Regions from separate parts of the Mus musculus genome. Here region 2 is linked to region 1. A link is a contact called in public HiChIP or PLAC-seq data. All regions are on one chromosome and are shown on one strand. Each heading gives the region's core, a stretch centred on a gene start, on an enhancer-like site or on the middle of the called end of the contact. The rest is flanking DNA. Distances are from core to core; before and after follow the strand shown.

The links. HiChIP or PLAC-seq counts read pairs in DNA pulled down with a chosen protein or histone mark.
Region 2: a contact with region 1 is called in an H3K27ac HiChIP or PLAC-seq map of extraembryonic endoderm stem cells. The contact joins the enhancer-like site here to the promoter of Palm3 in region 1. A contact is called at or near these places in 18 of 39 promoter capture datasets (the C10 cell line, the HPC-7 cell line, HPC-7-derived erythroid cells and 13 more), 3 of 15 datasets of contacts at CTCF or cohesin (the NIH/3T3 cell line, large pre-B cells and pro-B cells), 94 of 484 Hi-C or Micro-C datasets (the 63-12 cell line, the AML12 cell line, the AtT-20 cell line and 66 more), 15 of 115 datasets of contacts at active chromatin or transcription factors (astrocytes, bone marrow-derived dendritic cells, craniofacial prominence and 11 more) and 5 of 9 other capture datasets (adipose tissue, embryonic stem cells, liver and 2 more).

What each region holds. Positions count from the first base shown.
Region 1 is chr8:84,020,102-84,022,818 of GRCm38.p6, forward strand. It overlaps Palm3 (paralemmin 3), which reads left to right and starts at 1,373. Exons shown (of 7, transcript NM_028877.1): 1 at 1,373-1,427. The coding sequence starts at 1,387.
Region 2 is chr8:84,165,103-84,167,819 of GRCm38.p6, forward strand. 4930432K21Rik (RIKEN cDNA 4930432K21 gene) reads left to right here. Exons shown (of 9, transcript NM_029045.2): 6 at 1,479-2,588. Among named protein-coding and RNA genes, the nearest start is that of Nanos3, 10 kb to the right of the region's middle. Within about 2 kb of position 1,324, at least 3 of the 459 cell types and tissues checked have an H3K27ac peak or open chromatin away from gene starts, as enhancers often do. A contact at or near this core is called in extraembryonic endoderm stem cells, where this site is marked.

The DNA.
Region 1 (2,717 bases), core at 123-2,622:
CTTCCCCCGCCCCCGTTCTAGGGATTGAATCTAGGGCCTTATGTATGCCAAGCAAGCTCTCTACCACAAAACCACATGTCCAACACCCCATTCCCCACCCACTTAGTTCTAGACAATTTATTACTAAGTTTCCTAGACTGGTTTTTAACTCACTTTGTAACCCAAGGGAGGCTTAACCTTGCCATTCTCCTACCTGAACCTTCCTGGAAGTGGGATTCCAAGTCAGGTGACCTACTTGATTCAGGTTCAATCAAACCTTCATATATATATGTATATATATTTGGCTCTGTTTTTGTTGAGACAGGGTTTTTCTGTATAGCCTTAACTGTCCTGGAACTCACTCTGTATTCCAGGCTGGCCTGGAACTCAGAAATCCACCTACCTCTGCCTCCTAAGTGCTGGGATCAAAGGCATGCGCCACCACCGCCAGGCAAATCTTTAGATTCTTAAGAGTCTGTACTAGACTGTGGAACATAGGCCATTCCAGCCCTTGAGGACAGCCCCAATCCAGTATGGTGGAGCCTGTGCTTCCAGGAGAGACACTCAACTTTACGTGCCAAAAGTGGCCCATGGAGCCCTGAAGCGGTCAGGAGAGGAGAGGCCTAGATGTGGGTAAGTTTACCACTCGGTGTGGTGGGGGAAGGGGTCCTTGCTCAGAGCAAGGTCCTCTGAAGCACCTAGCTGAGACAGACAAGGGCTGATCTCTTTCAAGACAAAGATCAAACCTGGTCTGGTTGTGGAGGTCTGTAATGACAGAGTTCAAAGGAAAGACATCCTCGGTAGTGAATTGGAGGCCATTTCCCTATCGTTTATTTCTACCCCCACCCTTAAACATTAAATAGCACAACAGGGTCTTCTGACCTGCAGGCCAATTGAAGTTATTCTCCCATTTCCCAGCGGGGCAAACTGAAGCCTTGAAACCTGAGGCAAATTGTCCACAGTGACCCACATCCTGGGCTTCTTGGTTGCCATGGTCTCCGAAAGCCGGGTCAGAGAGCTCTCCCTACAGCATGCTCCAAGGTCCTAGAAGGGAGAGCCAATGACTCTGGGCTTTTAGTAAAACTTTCCTGTGTGAGTGCCCAACGCAGGCGCGTGTTCCCCAGCGGCCGCGGGTCAGTGCTTGGCTGCTGTCCCCCACCTGCTGGAGCACCGGCGTGGCTGCGTGTATATGAACTGGGAGGCAGCCTAGCGCAGCGTGGAGGCCGGAGGCTGGTAAATAATTCATCCTGAGAAGTTGATAGCGCTCCCCAGCACTGCCCCAGCCCCAACCGGGCCGCGCCTCCCGCCCAAACCAGCTGGACCTGCTCTCCTGCTCCGCCCCACAGCCCCCTCCCATCAACCAAGGCCCAGTCTGGGGCCTTTGGCTCACACCTCTGCTGGGCAGTGATGGCTCTGCAGACCCCGGTGTTGTCTCCGGCCACACCCACGTAAGTGTCTGGGGTGGGGGCGGGAGGGCGGGGTGGAAAGGCTGGGGTAGGGGGCACCGGCCTGGCCTAAGAGCCCCAGTTGGCCTTTCTAAGGAGCCGAGGGGAGCACGAGGGGACGTGGTGGCCAAACCTGGGACCCATTCAGAGCCAAGCCTCTAGAGAGCTAGGCCTACTGCAGAGTTAGGGGACAAAGGGTGTCAGGATCCAAGAATGTGCATCCAAGTGTAATCCTGGTCACCAACCCTCTCAAGAATGCAGCGAGGAAATGCTAGAGATTCCAGGGAGAAAGGCGCGCCCCAACCTCCAAAGATTGGCAAAGTCTTAGGCAACAATGGCCACCCCTCCGCTCCTTGTCAGCAGCAACTCGATTATGGCTGAGGCACGACCTTGGAGTTAAGAGATGAGCGACGTGTGGGGAGTTCACCTTAGCTGAGGCTCTTTCAAAGTGAGAGAGGTTTGGTTCAGTCGCCAGCTTTTGCCTAGTATGGGATTATCCACCCTTAGTTAGGGAATGATGGGTAGAGGGGTTCCAAGAGATTATAGAAACTTCTAGAAAGAGGGCTTCCCTCCAGTATGGACCCCAATTCTGTCCTTTACTCTCTGTGCCCTCCATTGCATTATTCACCAAGTACAAACCTGGTTGCTTAGCAATGGGAACCCGATCCTCCCCCCCCCCAAGGAAGAGTTAGGGAGATAGCATCTTAGGAGTGGGACAGCTGAGGGGGACTTCAGCCCTCCCCCAAGGACAGAGTGATGAACAGGAGTCTAGACTTCCCTAGGGACATCTGTCAGGCAACCTTCAGCCCTTGCCCTAGTCGAAATCCCCTCCTCTAGGAGGGTCTCTGGCCTCCTATGTGTATCCAAATGAAGGTCCTTAGAGCCCCTGAACCCTGCACTGTGTGTTGCCAACACTGAGGGAGAAGTCCTTCGTGTCCTCATTCACCCTCCTGACTTCAGACAATCTCATGCTGTGTGTGTGTGTGTGTGTGTGTGTGTGTGTGAATGCATTTGTGTGTGTGTGAGTGAATGTGTAGAAGAGTGATAACTGTGAGTGTGAATGTGTGTGGGTAGATGTGTGTGTTCTGTGGATGTAACTGTGTGTATATAAGAGTGTGTGGTTGCATGTTTGTATGTCTTCTGTGAATGTGTGTGTGTACATATGAGAGGTGTGGGTGCATGCATGTGTATGTGTATGAGTGTATGTGTGTGTGTATGAAAGTGTGTGAGTACATGTGTTGTGTGTGTCCTCTGTGAGTGTGTGTGTCATCTGAGAGTGTTTGCAAAGGTGTG
Region 2 (2,717 bases), core at 74-2,573, 140 kb after region 1:
CAGAGTCATATATACATCCCATATACACATAAACAAATCATACATCATACACACATCATTGACACATTAACAATCATGCATCAGCCAATCATACACACATCAGTAATAAACATTTTAAAAGATATTCTCACTTGGGAGCAGAAGCATGTGTTTTGAGTTTGCACCAGCTTGGTCTTTGTATCAAGCTCCAAGCCAGTCAGGCTGCACAGGGAGACCCAGTTTCAAAAACCAAGGTATACAAAACAAAGAGTAGCTTGAGTGGAGGGTCACTGATGCCAGGGCTGTTTAGCATCCTCATCATGGTGGCAGTTTCTAGAAGGAGAGATTGTTAGGTCAAATGTAGCTAAGACTGGCCCTCCTGATTCTCCTACCCCTGCCTCCCAAGTGCTGAATTACAGGAATGTGCTACCACAGCTGCAAGATAGGTTTTCACCAAACTCATATCCAGACCCGGATGTCATACCTGAACAACACAGGGTGTCAACACTGGAAGATGGGAGTAAATAGGAACGTCATGTAGCATTTGTTACAGCATGACTACAGTGACCTCACAGCAGAAAGCCTCTATTGTTACCACCATTGGGTTTCTGAGACAGAATCTCACTTTGTACTCCAGCCCAGCCTCACACTCTGAATTTCTTCCTCAGCCTCTAAATGTGATGATATATGTGTGCTACCAATTCCAGCCCTATGCCAGCTGGGTTTTTTTTAATGATGTATTATTTTTTAATTACCTATACGTATGTGTGTGTGTGGGTGCCTCTGCCACAGTGTGCATGTGGAAGAAAGCAAGTCTGTGTAGTCTGTTTTCTTTACCATGTGGATTCCAGGGATCAAACTCAGGCCATTAGGCTTGTCAGAAAGTACCACCTCTACCCATTGAGCTATCTCATTTGCTCTGGTGTATCTTAAGCTGATAAGTGGCTGGTGGGATTAGCCAGTAAAGTCTCATGTCACCAGATCTGACAATCTGAGAGCTTTCATAGGAGGAGAGACTCCTGCAAGTTGTCCTCTGCCCCCCATCATGGTACATGTGAGTGTGTACCTGCACACACACACACACAAACACACACTCATAAATACTTTAATAAGCTAATGAGTTGTACCACTGGGCCAACTGGCAGGAGAGACTTTAAGCCCTTCATTGAATCGCTGGGGTGGGTACAAAACTCAAGACTTTGTGCAACTAGGCAAATGCTCTGTTATGGAGTCACCCCACAGCCTACCACCTGGATTTTTATATTCTGAGATCCTGAGTGCTTGGTGCTGGCATAAAATGAGGGGCCTGTGTACTTTCCTCCTCCTGCCTTAGCAGAAAGCTCTGTCTAGAGTAGCTTCTAGAGCCCACTGTGGTACCTAGTGGTGGATACAACTATCTGATCTTGAGGACGGGATCCTCAACTAGGAAATCTCCAACTAGAAAGTTCTTCAGAGTGCTTGCTTATTGAAGGCCAGGACTGAATCTTCTTTTTCCACAGGAAACAAGGCCAGAGCTGGGAGCCCTCAAAGCAGCCAGCCAGCCACAGAGAGAGTCCCTGAGGTTCCCTCCCCATGACATCAGACCAGAAGTCCAGACACAGCCAGATGGAACCCTTTCAAAGGAGAGGACAATCTCACTAGATAATAGAAGCCTGGGGAACAATGGTTTTGAGATGGCCACAGTTCAAGACAGTAGTAGCCCCCTGTCAGATGCTGCTGCTGAAGGCAGGGAGGCAGACAGCAGAGACCCACAGGAAAGAGATGCCCAAGGAGGGGAAGCAGGGGCCCAGCATTCTGGGGAACCCCAGGAAGGAGAGGACATCCTCTACACATCAGCATTAGCTCCTGCCTCAGAGCCCACCTGGTCTGTGGCTCAAGACCTCTCTGTCCCCACATATACTCTCAGCAGCACAGCTGCAGCACCCAGCTCCACCAGCCCAGCAGATGCCTCTCTTATGGACACTGTCATTACAGAAGTGAGCTTAGATCCCTCTGTGCTGCAACAGAGTGCTCCACAGGTGGCCAAGCTGCTGGGCTCTCTGGATGAGCAGATCCCTGATGGAGGCTGCATTGGAACTCTGCTGAGCTCCACACCTCTTGCTGAGGAGACCACAGCAGGCAGAGAGGAGGCCAGATGGGAAGAGAGGTGTCATGGTGATACCCTGGCAAGCTTCACTGAGACAGAGCCTGAGAAACAAGAGCCCGTGACGGAAGCTGGAGATTCCGGCCATATAGCCCAAGAAATGGATCCAGTGGTCAAGACCAAGGACTCTGGCTCTGATGAGCAGTCGCCAGGAGATATAGGAATGCTGCCTTTACCAGCACAGTCCATGAATCAGATGTTGGTAGAGTTACGTGGCCTAACTTGTGATCAAGACTTAGAGGGCCTCAGTACCCCTCATACCTCCTCTCAGCTAGAGCACACTTGTGCAGCTAGTGACCCTCCCCAGAGCACCAAGGACTGTCACAGCAGCCCAGGCATTCCTGTACACCTGGCAGCTCCCTGTCCCAGAGACCAGGCTGCATGGCAGGAGTCCTCAGCAATGGAACTAGACTTCCTGCCTGACAGCCAGATACAGGATGCCCTGGATGCCACTAACATGGAGCAGGTAAGAGCTTTCTGTACTCAAATGTACACCCTGTCACCTTTAGGTGACAAGATAGGGCTAATGTGTCTGACTATTTATACAACATAGATGTCTGAGGGCAGAGAATCATAGCAGCTTTGGGCAAGGTGG